Regions from separate parts of the Drosophila melanogaster genome. Here region 2 is linked to region 1. A link is a contact called in public Hi-C data. All regions are on one chromosome and are shown on one strand. Each heading gives the region's core, a stretch centred on a gene start, on an enhancer-like site or on the middle of the called end of the contact. The rest is flanking DNA. Distances are from core to core; before and after follow the strand shown. Region 1 holds the start of Sema1a (Semaphorin 1a). Region 2 overlaps Sema1a (Semaphorin 1a).

Region 1 (7,691 bases), core at 4,178-6,677:
TTCCAGAGGTAGAGTTGGGCTTATAGCTTAGATCAAATTCGTTTCTGTAGAAGACTCACATTTTGTTTGAAAATGAAATTCAAGGAGAGAAGACTCGGAAGTTTCTGGAATAAATTTGTTTATAAGATTACGGTTTTTTCATTTACTAATTTCTGCTCTTTCTTTGCCTCTCAGCCAACTACAATCCCGAGGAGGACGAGGACTACTTGGCGTCCAGGAAAAATGGCCAGATCATTGGACGCATACAACCGACATCGGTGGATAATAATAATTCGCTGACGGTGCCCCAACCGATTTGCGATCAGCCGCAAATGAGGCAGGGCAACTCGAGCTTGGGCCTGAGCCTAATGAGGTACTAATAGATAGATCAAATCCCAATCCAGAGATCGCATTTCGCACTTTGTTTGGTTGGCTGGCGATTAGCGATTAATTGGCATGCTCGTGTTGGCTTACTGTTGGCCATATCAATTGACATTATAACCAATATCTGTTTTCTTTGTGGCCCTTTTAGCGCCAAGATCCACGAGGAGGACTATCGTCGGGAGACACAGATCAATGTGCCCAACCTGGGACCGGAGATACTGGCGGTTTTTGCCAATTCGCAAATCTTCCAGGACCATCAGCCCACCAAGCTGAACCGGATCAGCACCAAGACCTATCTGGCCGGAATCCATTCGCCGAATCGCGAAATGCCGACAACTCCGCGGCTCAGCGATCAGGATCGATTGCTGCGACGTCTGGAAGGTAATGATGGCCCCAGTGGTGCACACACCCCACTTTTGGGTGGTGCTGCTAATGGTAAAAGCAGCGGCAAGAGCACCCGCAGCAGCAGCATCGTATCCAGCGGTGTGCCCAAGGTCAAGTTCTATCTGAACTGAACATCGATGGGTTTTGGGGTTCAATGGGTACTAGCAGTATTTGTGCCAAAGATTGAGGAACTCTCGCAATGCGGATATAATCAATTGGAGAGTGACCAATATCGCCAAAATGTGACTTAATATTATTAACTAATTAGCTGTAAGTGTTGCTACACAATATTCGATAGAGACAGCAATGCCAGTGCGACTGGCATTTAGTATTATCTATACTCCTAAGTAGCCTAATTTAAGTTAGCTTAAACGTTTACCATTTAAGTCTTAATTGTTGGACCTTGTAATTGTTTAGTCCTAAGCGACAAAGAGCAAACAGTATGATTTTCATAAAGTTTTTAAACAAAATTTTCGCTTGGTTTTCACTTTTACGCTCCACATATTTTATATATATTTAGGTGCTATTTAAATTGACTGACTACTGACTTCATCTTTACGTAAAAGTTCTGATTAATACAACATCGTCGTGCCTTTAAATCGCGCCTACCATCATTTTAGCAAATTGTTTTGTGCACTTTGAACAATTGCTTTGTTTGTCAAGTTGGCATTACTCAACAGCTTTTACTAATTGCATGGGACTGGGATCGCTTAGTCAAACATATTCACATTCTAAGCGTTCAGTTTTTCGATAGATTTCTCAGAAGTGGTTGAAATGATTTCACTGAGAATCTACGAAAATCAAATAAAGTCTTGGCTTATTAAAAAGGGAATCTAAAAAATGCATAAGCAATATATGAACAAATTTCGAAGACGATATGAAAAGCAAATTTCACATTTGCTCAAACAATTATTACAAATTTTTGCAATCCAAATTTTTCCGCAGGCTTGACTCACAATCCATTAACCCCATTTGGCTTAAAAAAAAAAGAAATTCATTCATTCGAAGTTCGAACCTCCAAACGAGGAAGAGCGGAAAAGAACAAATCTGGATCCGAGTCCAAATTTAATTAACAATTTTATTTCTCAATGACGCAGACAGCACCTTAAGGTACTGGTTTCATCTGGAGTTATATATAAAAAAAAGAAACATATTTTGCGGCACGTCACACATTTGTTATCACAATTGGAAGCAGAGATAAAACCATTGGCAATTGGAGATGATTTAATGGGCTATTAGGCCTGCGCCACTGATTTATCGCAATATTCGCAAATGGTTAATCACAGCGACCGACTTATGCCACCAAGCCCATTCCATCAGCAAAACGAACCAAACGTAATTAGTCAAATATTCGATTTTCTTATCGAGACCATATAAAAGAGTGTTAACAGCAAATAAACACCCATGCAATATGAATATTTCTGCCCATTTATGTATTTTGTCAAAAATACACGTATAGGTAATTTTTTTTATAGATAAGAAACTCGAGCTGGTAATCAGTTTTTGCATGCTAACAATCGATTCCTCCTTAGCTGATAAAAATAAAGAAATCGTCAAATTTGTAGAACTTTAGAGCTGTCATTTCATTCTATAGAACACATTTAAAAACTCCAAGCAAAAATGATAACATATAGATATCATCTTCACTTGTTTTAGGTTAATTGAAAAATAATCAATACATCAGTATATCTATAGAAAATAAATTCCGTCTTCATATTATGCATGTTAAATATACAATTATATATTGATCTTTTCAATTAAAAATATTTAAACAGCAGGTGTTGTATGTATCGATATTTAACAAATCGCGTTTAATTGATTGTATGTTCGAATAATCTCAGGTTTCATTTCGAAATAAAACGAAACAATAACAGCGATCAGTAAACAATAAATAGCCCAGTTTCAGTTGTCAATTAAGTTTTATGCACGGTACTATTTTCATTTTTATTTATACTTGTAAATTATATTGTTATACATACGTGTGTATGAGATATCTTAATTACATTCACGTAGTCATCACGTTCTCTTGCTAATGTCGGATGACTTTTCCGATTCGCCAGTCAATGGCTCCTATACAGTTTATAGCTGTTTTGTTTTAAGTATTTCCACATCTACATCATATTATTTCGTCAGAACCCTATACCTTATACCTTATAAAGCTGACGTTTATTGTCGGGGGTCTTGACGATACTTAAATCATACGTCATATTGTATTGTTTAACACATTTTGCTTTCTCAAAACAAAATCTAAGTAGTTACCGATTAAGAATTATTAGGCAGTAAATTAAATGATTTCATAAGTATCTATACATATTTTTACATAACAGAATTAGTATAATCTTTAACTGCAGCTAAATTTTATCCTACTTTTAAGTTTCATTTCACAAATAAACTATCAAAGCGACTTTACTAAGTATGTACATATTTGAAAATGACTTGCCTTGAAAGCGCAATGTTGTTATCCAAATAAAGAAACAAAATTTTATTGCAATTATATACTAAAATATTGACTGAATCAGAATGAATACTATAAAAAATAATACTGATAAGGTACGACTCATTTGATGCTTAAATGCATCTTACCCAATTGCTTGGGTATTTGTTGTCAAATGAAATTAAATTTATAAATCTTAAGAGTACAGAAATATTAAGTCAAAAGAAGGCAAGACTAATAATCTATTAAATTTACTATAAAACTTAACTAGTAAGTTCCGCCTCTAAAATTTCCATTTTAGCCAAAGTCGAGGGCTAGTTATTATCTGCACATATCTTTCCTATCTGCCATGAACTCAACCGTTATCTTGTTTGCCAACCTTTTATGCGTCTTACAATGGCATCTACTTTTCCAACTCTTCCAAAGATAATATTGTCCTCTCTGGCAGCTGGCTAATTAGGGTACAATGAAATCAGGACAATATCTCTAAATAATATGGGTTTAGTTACTTGCAAATGCAGAACACTTTTTAAACGGAGTATATCTTCTTTTTGCAGGAGATGCCACTGATGCGAGAACAGGATCGACCGAGAAGCGAATCACCTTCACCCTGGCTCCCAGTTCGGCCGAATGCTCGCCGTCGGGTAGCCAAACGACACTTACTCCCAAAAAGTTCGAGGCCATTGCCGAGGAGGAGAAGGAGGACGACAAGGCCGATGAGGAGGAGGAGATCATGGAGGAGGTGGTGCTGCGACCTCGCCTCATCGACCGGCATCCTCATCTGCTGGCCAACCCCAGTGGACTGACGACCACGCCCAAACGGATCCTGCGATCCGCCAAGAGCGTTCCGCACATGAATGTCCGTTCGTCGGCCAGTGAGACGGATATATTCTCCATTAGCGGTACGATGACCGGAAGCAGTCAGATCAGCATGACGCCGGAGGTGCCATCGATATCGTTCAGTAATCTGCCTAAGAACTACGAGGACACGCCCACTATTGAGAAGTACCGGGTATCGCAGAGTCTCTATTCCATTCAAACGGCGAATGCTGCTCGGGCCACACAGGATGATTACTCCATGCCGCGCTACTTCCGTCGATCTGCCATGCTATTGACCCAGAGCTCTGAGGTGCTGCCCGGCGCCAGTTCACTGGCCTCCATGTCGCCATCGATGGCCTCGTCCTCTGCCTCGCCCGGGTCCTCCAAGGACGAACTGCGACGGCCAGAGAAGGAGAAGAGCAAACGACTCCAGATGCTGCGTGGCAATCTACCGCCCTTACTTATTCATTCCGTGTCCTTCAAACGAAATCGCGACGAGGGCAAGCAGGTTGACTAGTCGCACTGCAGATATACATATTTATTTGTTAATCACTTTGTCCATGTTTTTAATGTTTTAAATTTATTAGCCTTTAGTACCTGCTTATGCGTTTTCTGTATTATCTTCTAAGCAATGACCTTGTCCAAACAATTCCTCAGTATTCAGATGTACTTCATTTTGAATTAATGATTGATATTACAAAATAAATTGTATTTTACCACAAAAAACAGCGATTAAAGATCCTACTTAATAAATCTTTATAAAAATCTAAACGATATCTATTTGTACCATTTTAAAAGAAATAAATGCGAGCTTGAAAAAAAATGCACTTATCTCCCCGACGGGGAATTGAACCCCGGTCTCCCGCGTGACAGGCGGGGATACTAACCACTATACTATCGAGGATGTTATACAAAGTGAGTCAAACTCGGGTTTTCCGTTTGCGGAGTGTGAATGCTTGTTTCAATTTCATCTGTTCCCCATTTGTACTCTGAAGACAGTGTGCAAGCTCGAGACGGTTGTTTGACAGTGGGTAGACAACATCCTCGATAGTATAGTGGTTAGTATCCCCGCCTGTCACGCGGGAGACCGGGGTTCAATTCCCCGTCGGGGAGAGATGTAAAAATTACTTTTTGTTGATTGTTTTAATTTATTAATTTAATTTTTTAATTTTTTAATTTCAAAATTTAAGTAATGCAATACATGTTTCAGACCAACAAATTAAAATAAAAAATTGCACCATATAGCTTAAAAAAACGTCAAACATGTATATTTAATTAGGTCATCCTGGAAGTGATATATAATGAAACACATTTCAACGGGTATATAAGTTTTGTTAAGGGGTAACTGTAAGCCGGACCCATTTAGCTTACCACCCAATATGGTAGCACTGGCTGTAGAAATTCCCAATGGCAACGCTAGTCGACCAGTTTTCATTCGTATTGGCGTGTGTGTTGTTTGTACAACAAAACATTCTAGTTGTTTTATTTGCAAGGTGCTCATATAAAAACATAAACAATATATTTCGTAGAGTGCCCTAATAATTTATTAAGTTGTGAATTAAACAAATATGAATAAGAAGCGTGTCCAAGTGAATTGGTTAAATTGTAAATTATAAATAAAGCAATACATATAAACGGCCGGCAAAACAGAGAGCGCGTTTTAAGAGAGAACCTAATAGGAAAAGAGTGTAGAGCTGCCAGGTTTCAATTAGGTACCAGGTACCAAACGTATTTATTATTCGAGAAGAACTATTTTTGGTGACTAAATATGGTTTCTGATTATAGAAGTGTTCTCCTAATATATAATTTTTAAAAATTTTTTTCTACACGTGCCCTCAGATTGTTGATATTCAAAATTCGTACACAAACGCCCTTGACAGGCGCAGTCTCACCCGCGCCCACTGAGAGCGGAACGACGGAAATTTCAAACATTATTTCTATTTTCTATTTGAATTGAAACTATGTATTTTCCATAATTTTCAAAATATTCTTGATTTTTTTTGAATAACTAAATTAATTATTTTAAGTATCGCGAGGGAGAATAAGAGTTTAAAGCGGCCGATTATATTGAGGGGGAGTTTCAGTCAACGAAAAGGAAATAGTGAGAGGAGAGGGCTTATTGAAGAGAGCCTCTCATTTTAAAATTTCTCTTTAAGCGTGTTCCTTCTAAAGGACACAAGAAACTAATATGTTTATGAAATAAGAAACTTAACCGTGTATGTGTTTTCCAATTTTGCGTGAACAAATAAAAGAGCTCAAGCATTTTATCGTTTGAGTAATTTTAGATAAAAATTTATTAATATTTTTTAATGTTTTCAATTTGCCATAGACAACATTTTTTCCAATAAAATTCGGTAATATAAATAACATGGTGTTATGGCCTGCAATTTTTATATAAATTTTTAGTAGCACGCTCTTAGTTTAATATTTAGGTCAATAAAATAATTATCCTTATTGTTTTTTTTTTTAATTTGCATATTGTTTGTTGACCAGCTGTTAAGAGAAGAGAGGAGAGAGAAAAAGAGAACCGAAAAAGTGACCGTTCGCGACTTCGCAGTCAGCGCTGGAAAACGCACTAACGCGCGGAAAATGCCCTAGCGCCAGAGAAAGTGCCATTTGAGACTGAACTCTCTTTCGTGCGAGTTCCCTTTTCATTCGAAAATTTAACGCCCGCGCTGCTGCAGCGCGTTGTTGCTCCGGTTGGAAAATATCTGAAAACAGCATTAATAAATAAACAAAAATATTGGATAAATCGCCGGTAGAAACGCTGCATAAAACGAAATTTGGTTTCTTGTAAAATATTATTTTTCAAGATATTTTCTTGTTAATTTCCGGATATTCGACAAGGATATAAATGTTTCTTTCGCGTTGATAAACAAATTCCAGCACCGCTACCTTTGTGTCGCGCAATTGTGAAAAGTGATTTGTCCATTGTGTACATTAATTAATAAATTGGTAATTGCTCAATTTAGAAACATGTGCAATCGAGAGCTAGTGTGAGTGTTTGTGTGCAACAATAATAAAGCCGAAAATTGCCCAATTGCAATTGGCAATCACAACAAAATTGGAATATTATGGCACATTAGAAAAAGAAAATAACGAAAACTGTGTTTCCACCCAAAGTTTAGGCCGCAGCAGAGCGAATCCACAAAAATATACAATTTCGGCAATTTTTCCACATATTTTTCATTGATTTTTCGCCATCCTGCGGGTGTGAGCAAGAGGGCGAGAGAGTTGAAAGGAGAGCCAGGCTTTTGTATTCTGTTTTGGGTACGTTTTGGGAATGAAACGGTCCTGGCTCTCGCTAACCCACCCTCCCTCTCTCTTTGGGATTATCCTTTTTATATTTTGTTTATTTCTCTATTTTCCTGGCCACGTTTTGTGCACCATTCGTTTCGCTGCATTTCATTCTCGCGGCGTTTCAAATTGACTCAGAGAGAGTGAGAGTAAGAGTGGGAGAGAGCAGCACTCTCTTATTCTTCTTCCTCAAACTCACGCACCCCCCGCATAATGTTTTTCGACTCTGCCTTGTGCCCCCCATTCGCATCTCTCCGCAGCGCGTTGCCAACCAAAAAAAGAAAACTAAAGTACTGTTGTCATAATAAGAAATTTATCAGGAAAAAAGTTGAATTACAAAGTGTTTCAATTGATATTTCTTGATCATTTCTTCATCAAATCGTGTTTCATATCG
Region 2 (7,453 bases), core at 3,677-6,176, 72 kb after region 1:
CATACTGGAAGTATCCTTGCGGACTGTGAATCCGGCTAACGAGCAGTCGAGTCCTGTCTGCCCGTCCAGGGTCAACATTAATATTTGAGCAACGTACGCCGCTGCTGCCTGCTCTTCGCCAACCTCGACCATAGTTTTTTCGATTTTGTGTGTATACGGCCATATATATAGGTATATATAGTATATAGTATAGTACTGCTGCTGTTGTTGATTATTCAAGGATCAGAGCGGCACAAACAAAGCACATGGCAGCAGTCAGCGGAGCAACTTCTGCACTCAGCGTACAAATTTCGCCGGCTGCAAACGAACTCAGCAAAATCAGCAAAAATTTCTGGGTGTAAAAACACATTTCGGTCGGACCGGGTACGCTCGAAAAAGGATAGGGCGTGGCACAAAATATGCGGCGTACGTGTTAAGTGGCAAACGTTTTTCAACCAAAATCCCAGAAACTGAAGCCAGCTCAAGCCAAAACCGTAGCCGTAGCTAGCGAAAACCCCGGGTCCGTCAGTCAACTCAAGTCAAGTCAAGTCACGAGGTTTTTGCCACGCATTTGTAAACTTTATAAATCAGTTCGTGTCGAAGCTAAAAGTTGGGTTAAGGATGCAGTTTGTGGGGTATGTTTTTTTTTCTTTAGCGAACCAAGCAGCGATGCGTTGCGAAAATATTTCACGTTATTTTTGTAAATTGCATACTTTGCGGCGCTCTCCACGTTGATTTGACAGACGGGATCCGTCTCTTTAGCTCGAAGTTTTTCGCCACCCATAAATTTTACGGTAAGGTGGAGAAGGATTGCGTTTTCCATATAGTGCAAGGTATTCTAATTGCAGCATAGCCAAATTTAAGTCCCAAAATATTGAATGATTATTATCGTTTCATTATTACGTATACGACAAGGTGTCCAAACCATGTCGATAGCTTGTATTATTAAATTGAAAATACCTATTCAAATAGCATTCTAATTCTTTTTACCTCCCATTTGCTCTCATTGCAGGTTCGTAAAATCGTCAATTCTTGACCCAATCTGATACTGGGAATTTACTATGTGGTTAAATTGAGTAAGAAATTAAATGGTATAAGTGCCCATTTTGCAGATAGCTACGTGAATGTAATTTGTGGGCTAATCAGAAATTGCATGGCTACAACTTTAATTAATGGCCATTAAAAGAAGGAGAATGAATCGACAGTTCGTTCTGTTGGGCAGGCGACACAAAGGATATCAGGGAGCTGGGCGTACGGGGCGTGTCCATTTCTGCCTTAATAAGCAATTTTTAAAATGCAATTACTCGAGCATTGTACACACTCGACTGAAGCGATTGTGAAATGAATTTTTATTGAAAATGCACATGCAAACTCATTACGTATACGAGGCGTTGGACAAACAAGCGCGGGCACAGGCCCTTATATACATATCCACACACTCACACACACATACGCATATAAACTCTGTCATTCACACACACTGGGAAACCGCACACGCACACCACCAGGCGCCAATCAATGCCGAGTTACACATATGAGTTTAATAACTTTGCCGTTGCCGAGAATGGTCGATCCTAAGTCGACAACTTGGTCATTAGGGGCTCGGGCCGAAATGTTAATCACAATACCGCAAAACGTTATAATGTTTGGAGGATGCGGTTCTTCATCGCCTCCCAACCCCCAACCCACTACTCATTCCCATTCCACTCAAGCAACAATAACAATTATTTTGACCAAGCACACACAGATACTAAATACACTGAGAAAGATGAAGAGCCCACTTCTGTTGAATGATATGCTTGCGTTTATTGATTGATTCGATGCCTTCAAATGAATTAGATTTGCTCAAAGACTTATTAGTTTCTTGGAGTGCGAGTCGATATTTTTTGCGCAGTGTACTGGTGTGTATGTCTCATTGGAATAGTGAACCGCAATTTGGCTGCCTGACTCGTCGAGAGCTGCTAACTAGTTGAAAATGCAAACGCAAACCATAAACCGGCGACGAACAGAGACGGACCGCCGAGATCTAGTCCTCTGTCCCTGTCCCACCTTTGTGGCGCCACCCGTTTGTTGCCTCCCCACTATTGAGGCAACAACATAATCAAAGTCTCTCTCCTCCATTGTCCAACCTCCCAAAACCACCCTGCCAAAACCCCAAGTTGGATGATGGGCCATGGCCCCAAAGCGGTAAACGGAGCAGCGCTTAGTTCGATCACAAACACAACACACATGGGATGGGATGGGATGAGCGGCGGCGGCGGGAAGGTGGTGGGGCCTGCGAACCATAATTGTTGGCAAACTTACCATTTCCTGTGCCGGCTACACTGCGAGAAAGTTGCACTCAGGCAGAAACTTTGATTAGTTCAATCAATTGAGCAACTGAGCTGGAAATAATGCGCAAGAAATCGGTTTACCAAATTAGCCAACTGAGCATTAGACATGGAATTGAGGTGAGGTCTCTCTACCTCAGCCATTGATATGAGTTATTGATTCGCTAACATTCGGATTGCTTAAGAAATTTTCGTGGCTTAAAACTCATGCGGAAACCATGCCATTTCCTAATAAAGTGATATAAATCAGCTCTAAGGGGTTCGTGAAGTAATTCAAACATGACCTAAATCTAATGCATTTAAATCGTCTAACTTATATCGTATTAATTTTAATGGAAGATTTTGTATGCCTATTGTCATAAAGTTAAGAAAAAGTGAATTTTTTGGGTACAAAATAAATGAAGACAACATTTTGTTACTGGTCAACGTGTATCATGACCATTGCAATTTAAAGGTCATTCAAATAGGCAGAAAAATTCGTAAGCTGCATTTTTCGGTACGTAGTTCTCACCGACAAATCTGGAATTATTTTGTGAATTTTTCCGACTTTCATTGTGTATCACGTGCGATTAGAAGAGGCTGCGTGTGTGTGTGTGTGTGTGTCATCGGCAGTGGCAGCCGTCAAATCGATCGATACGTATTACAATACCAGCGCCAGCTGGGGATGGACCTGTGGTGCTGATGTCGGCGGTGGTGGTGGTGGTGATGGTGATGATGATGGTGGTGGTGGTGGATGCGGTGGCTCGGCCCCAGATCCCTTAACTTAACTACCCCGTATGGTGAGGTCCTTTGTGCTGGCTTTGCTTCCACTTCAATCATAACTGTGTTCAATTGTTGTTTTTATTACCACATTTTCCTTCACCTTTCCGGGCGAGAAACAAAGGCAGCGAGAGCGGTAGCAAATTGGTTGGCTCTACTTCCTCCTGCCGTCGTTATCCTTTGCAGTATATATATATATTTTTTTGTTATGTTTGTGCTTCTTTTACGGTTTCAGTCGAGCAACCTTTACATGCTTATCTTGCGGCCTGTGTCTGTTTCCTACCCCGATTACTCCCCCTCGTCGTCCTTGCCGCGATTTTCCGCATGAACGGCGGTCATGTGTGTGTGTGTGTGTGTGCATCTGTGTGCGAGGACCTTCTGCCCACAGTTTGCAACAATTGCGCATAATATAAATTAATAATGCAACAATTGCATTTTGTTATGCTTCCATCTCCACGCTGTTGTGCCACTGCTGATTTCATTAAATATTTTTGTTGCCCTACCCACTCGTCCTTATCAGTAGCCAGAAGAGAACAGGATGTCAAGAGGTACACTGAACAAAAATTAAGTGAAATGAAAAATGAATATATCTAAATATATATATCTATATCTATCTATCTATAGGCTAACCTTACCGTTTCTAAGGACATAAGCTCTTGTGATGTTTGGAATGTGACCTTAAAGCTTTTAATTTGCAATTTGTTATGCGTTTTTCATTCAGTATAGGCGCTTTTCATTGCTTTTGTCCCTCTCACTTTTACGAGGCTGCTGTAGACATGGGCATAACCATTAAGTGTGATCTGCAGGACCTGCCGCGTTGAATGCATTTGGCATACTAACCGAAACCAACCAACCAACCAGCAACTCCTGGCTCCTTTACGACCCCGTTAAGGTCGAAACGAGTTTTCCTTTTCTTTTGCCTGCTTCGTTTTGTATTGTTTGTTCTATCAAATGTCGAACAAGATACGTGTTGGGCTTTTTAATGACAATGGGTGGGTGTGGCAATCGAGATTTGCTGTCAGACATAACTAATTACGGGAGTGCAGAGATTATTGTAGTTTTCGACTTGCGAACTACAACTAATGATGCTATGCTGCTTTTATATGAGTCATAAACAAATTTATGTTTGATGCGTGAGCTTAAGTTTGAACAAAATCTCAGATACACAAAATGTGCTAATGGGAAAGTCAGCCAGTTAGCAATGCAGAGAGTTCGCTGACATACTTAGCAATCGATGGGGTTTACTCTTAAAATTCCTCCACACACTTAAGCGAATTTCCAACTCTACTATTTCAATTAGCATTTCTCTCTAATTAGAAGCAAGCTATCCCCAGGGCAGAATATCGATTCCGGCCTATCAAAATGCCATTGACTAAGCAGAAACTGCAATGGCCACGCCATCGAAGGCTCATTATCAGAAAATATCAATATTAATTAGTGTGTATTACGTGACAACTTTCGCCCAGTCCTGGACACCAAACTAACTTGGCCACCAGTTCGGGGAGATCCTGCACAAAGCCTGGTCATAATTGTTTTCCGACCTTACCATGGGAATGGACCGAGGCTGGGGAATCGGAAAATCAAGCAACTCGTCCTGGATGGGATGGTAGGATGGATGGATTAACAAAGCGATTCGCAACGACATTAACATTTTCATCAGACCTCGGGCTCAATTTCAGTACCATACCCAACGAGTTGACGTCGTAATCCATCATCGATGCCATTTAGTGAGTTGGGGGGGTGGGAGGCGATGAAGCTTTGAATTTTTATGATTATTATGTATTTGTGCGTTGCGAGGGTCTACCGCGGGGCAGAACCTGCAATAGATGGCTTACTATCAGCGATTCCGCTGACTTAACCATTTATCGCAACTCATGGCGCACGTTTCTCATTAGTCTGGCTTCCACCACCATCGACACACATCCGGCTCCATTGTTGTCCGCGTTCTTGAACAGTGGGGATTACTTGTGAAAAGGGTTAAATTCTGGGATCAGACCTTTATATGACTATATACTTTTGTTTTGCTAAAGTAAAATCGGATAGAAAAAAGCTGGCACGCTCTAAGTTATTGATTTCTGATCTAGAACGCATAACACATACCACATCATATTAAATGAAATTCTAAGAGTAGAAGGAGCTTATTTGAGCACGTTACGGAGTCAGCAATCCTAAAAATGAAAGGGGATCCTATAGGGTTTTCGAAAACCAATCATTTATGAAAAGTTTTCAATCTTGGGTTATCTGATATATGTATTTCTTTGAGAATCATTAGTTGTGCCCCCTATCGACTTTTTCGTACCCATTGTGCTTGCGCTCCATTCGGTGGGTGGCAAAGTGGCAATAATGATGACTGACTTCTACAAAGACACCTCCTTCCATTTGCCTCCTGCCGGCGGACTGTGAACACGTTTAATCCGCTTGCCACAGATTTCTATCACTGTCATGGCTGTTTGTTGTAGCCAGTGCCCCCTGTTAATGTCGCCGGCATTCGAGCCAAGCCCGGCTGCTTGTCACAGTCTGCTATTGTCAGCGAACATCGATACCGCCGGCTGTGGCTTCGTCCTGCGGATGAAAACGGAGCTGTTTTTATTTTGTATTTCCCGCTCCTATCCCGGATCCTTTGGGTTAACATCGACGCCAGTGTCGGATCTGTGCGCGGACTTGCCTCTTTTTTTTTTAATGATACACAATTAGTGGGATGATAAATGGTCTGTCAAATGCAGCATCATCAGGAAGAAGCTGAGCAGAAGCCAGTCAACCCTGGTCATCCTGTACACTGCTGCAAAAAATGCAATTCAAATTTAAAATCTAAAGAAACATAAAATAATGAATGAGTTATTTCTTATCCTGTAAATATTGATAATGACTTGGAGTTATTAAACATTAGTGACATCGTTTTCCATTAAACTAAATGATAGTAAGAGATTTTCCCAGTGTATTTTCACTTCGCTTCTTAATAACAGTACTGAAGTTGGCCTGCGCCTTTGTTGTAGTTTTCCCATTGATATTAGTAGCTTTCTTTGTAGCGCCAAGTGAAACGTATCGGACAGATAGAAAAGAATAACAAAAAAAGATATATATATATATATACATATATTTGTTGGAAAGGGAATAAAAATAAAGTTGGCAGCGAAAGGAAAATAAACTAATGATGCCAGCACCCAGATATTGGATATTAATTGCTACAAATAACAAGATGCGCCGGCTGCATTCTGCGTCTTTGGCAGCCCATGGAGCAAACCATGGAACCCCCGAGCGAGGAAAGCGACAGAATCAATTAAAACGACTGAAATAAATTGTAGACACAAAGTACGACTAAGCAGTTGGGGGCAAACTGTCTGCCGGACGGATATAGCAGGAACTAATTCTGATTAGTGTCGTCAGAGTCCCGGCAACTGCAACCCCAATAAATTAGGGGGTGGAAATCAGCCTGATATCTTGATAAAATTATATACATTTATCAGAATGACTACTTACTTACTCGTATTAGAACGTACTGTGAATTGGATGAAAGTACTGAATGACGTCATAGATCATAGATAAATTTATTTCTACAAAGAACTATTACGTTGAGTTCTTAGGTATAAAAAATGTTTTACTTACGTCGCAATCCTCTTATTTGAGTCTCAACAAGCTCTCGACCACATCCTCCAGTACTACTTGTATAATTGCTAATCAAAAGGGGGAGCTCCGCCAATGGACATCTTCAATAATCCCCCATAGTGCCTCCTCGCACTATCCGGAAATGCAAATGCCATGGCTTTCAAAACTGGAAATTATCGTTAGCAAATCAGGTTGCCACAACGGATCGGATAACGTGGCACGTTGAGTGTTTGCCCTGTGATTCGATTTCACTGCTGGCGACATCAAAGTCGCCGGCCTAACGTAATTTGCATGGACCATGACTATCCGAGAGGCATTTCTTGTTGGCATTCGTGTATCGTGCAACTAAACGCACCCGCATTGTTATCGGATTGCAAATGATGTGGGTGGAATGGGTGTTGGCTGGATGGTTGATGGTTGATTGGGGTGTATAATTTGGGTGGCTGCAACTTTCCATCGAACTTGACTGGGTGTTGGAATAACTGACTATCCCAGAGGGTCATTTAACGTTTGGATTTTTCATTATTAGTTTCTGCGGTTTTATTACGATTCGGTAAATTTAATCGTAACCACATTGATTTGCGGGCTGGTTGGGAAATTCTATAGTTTGAGAGCTTATTAGTTGACATACTCAATCTTTTGAAAATCTGTATTTCAAGCATCGGCTTGATAATAAAATATTAAAATAAAACACAATTATGGTTTAATTTGTTAAATTTATGAGTTCAAGTAGATACAAATAATCATATTTTTGAAGCGATTTGTCAGCTGCCGCTGACCAC

The links. A called contact is a pair of places that touch in the nucleus more often than the background predicts.
Region 2: a contact with region 1 is called in a Hi-C map of the Kc167 cell line, with 5 times the contacts expected there. The contact joins the enhancer-like site here to the promoter of Sema1a in region 1. A contact is called at or near these places in 37 of 107 Hi-C or Micro-C datasets (the Clone 8 cell line, the D17-c3 cell line, the Kc167 cell line and 17 more) and 2 of 6 datasets of contacts at active chromatin or transcription factors (the Kc167 cell line and the S2 cell line).

Annotation. Positions count from the first base shown.
Region 1 is chr2L:8,536,720-8,544,410 of dm6, forward strand. It overlaps Sema1a (Semaphorin 1a), which reads left to right and starts at 5,428. Exons shown (of 22, transcript NM_135399.5): 1 at 5,428-5,493. It overlaps CG17834, which reads left to right. Exons shown (of 6, transcript NM_164827.2): 4 at 175-352; 5 at 512-744; 6 at 3,739-4,720. The coding sequence ends at 4,517. tRNA:Asp-GTC-1-4 (transfer RNA:Aspartic acid-GTC 1-4) reads right to left here and starts at 4,904; the gene lies at 4,833-4,904. It overlaps tRNA:Asp-GTC-1-5 (transfer RNA:Aspartic acid-GTC 1-5), which reads left to right and starts at 5,042; the gene lies at 5,042-5,113.
Region 2 is chr2L:8,609,240-8,616,692 of dm6, forward strand. The region is part of intron 3 of Sema1a (Semaphorin 1a); the gene reads left to right. Among named protein-coding and RNA genes, the nearest start is that of tRNA:Asp-GTC-1-6, 7.1 kb to the right of the region's middle. Within about 2 kb of position 4,927, at least 8 of the 39 cell types and tissues checked have an H3K27ac peak or open chromatin away from gene starts, as enhancers often do. A contact at or near this core is called in the Kc167 cell line, the S2 cell line, embryonic neurons and 1 more, where this site is marked.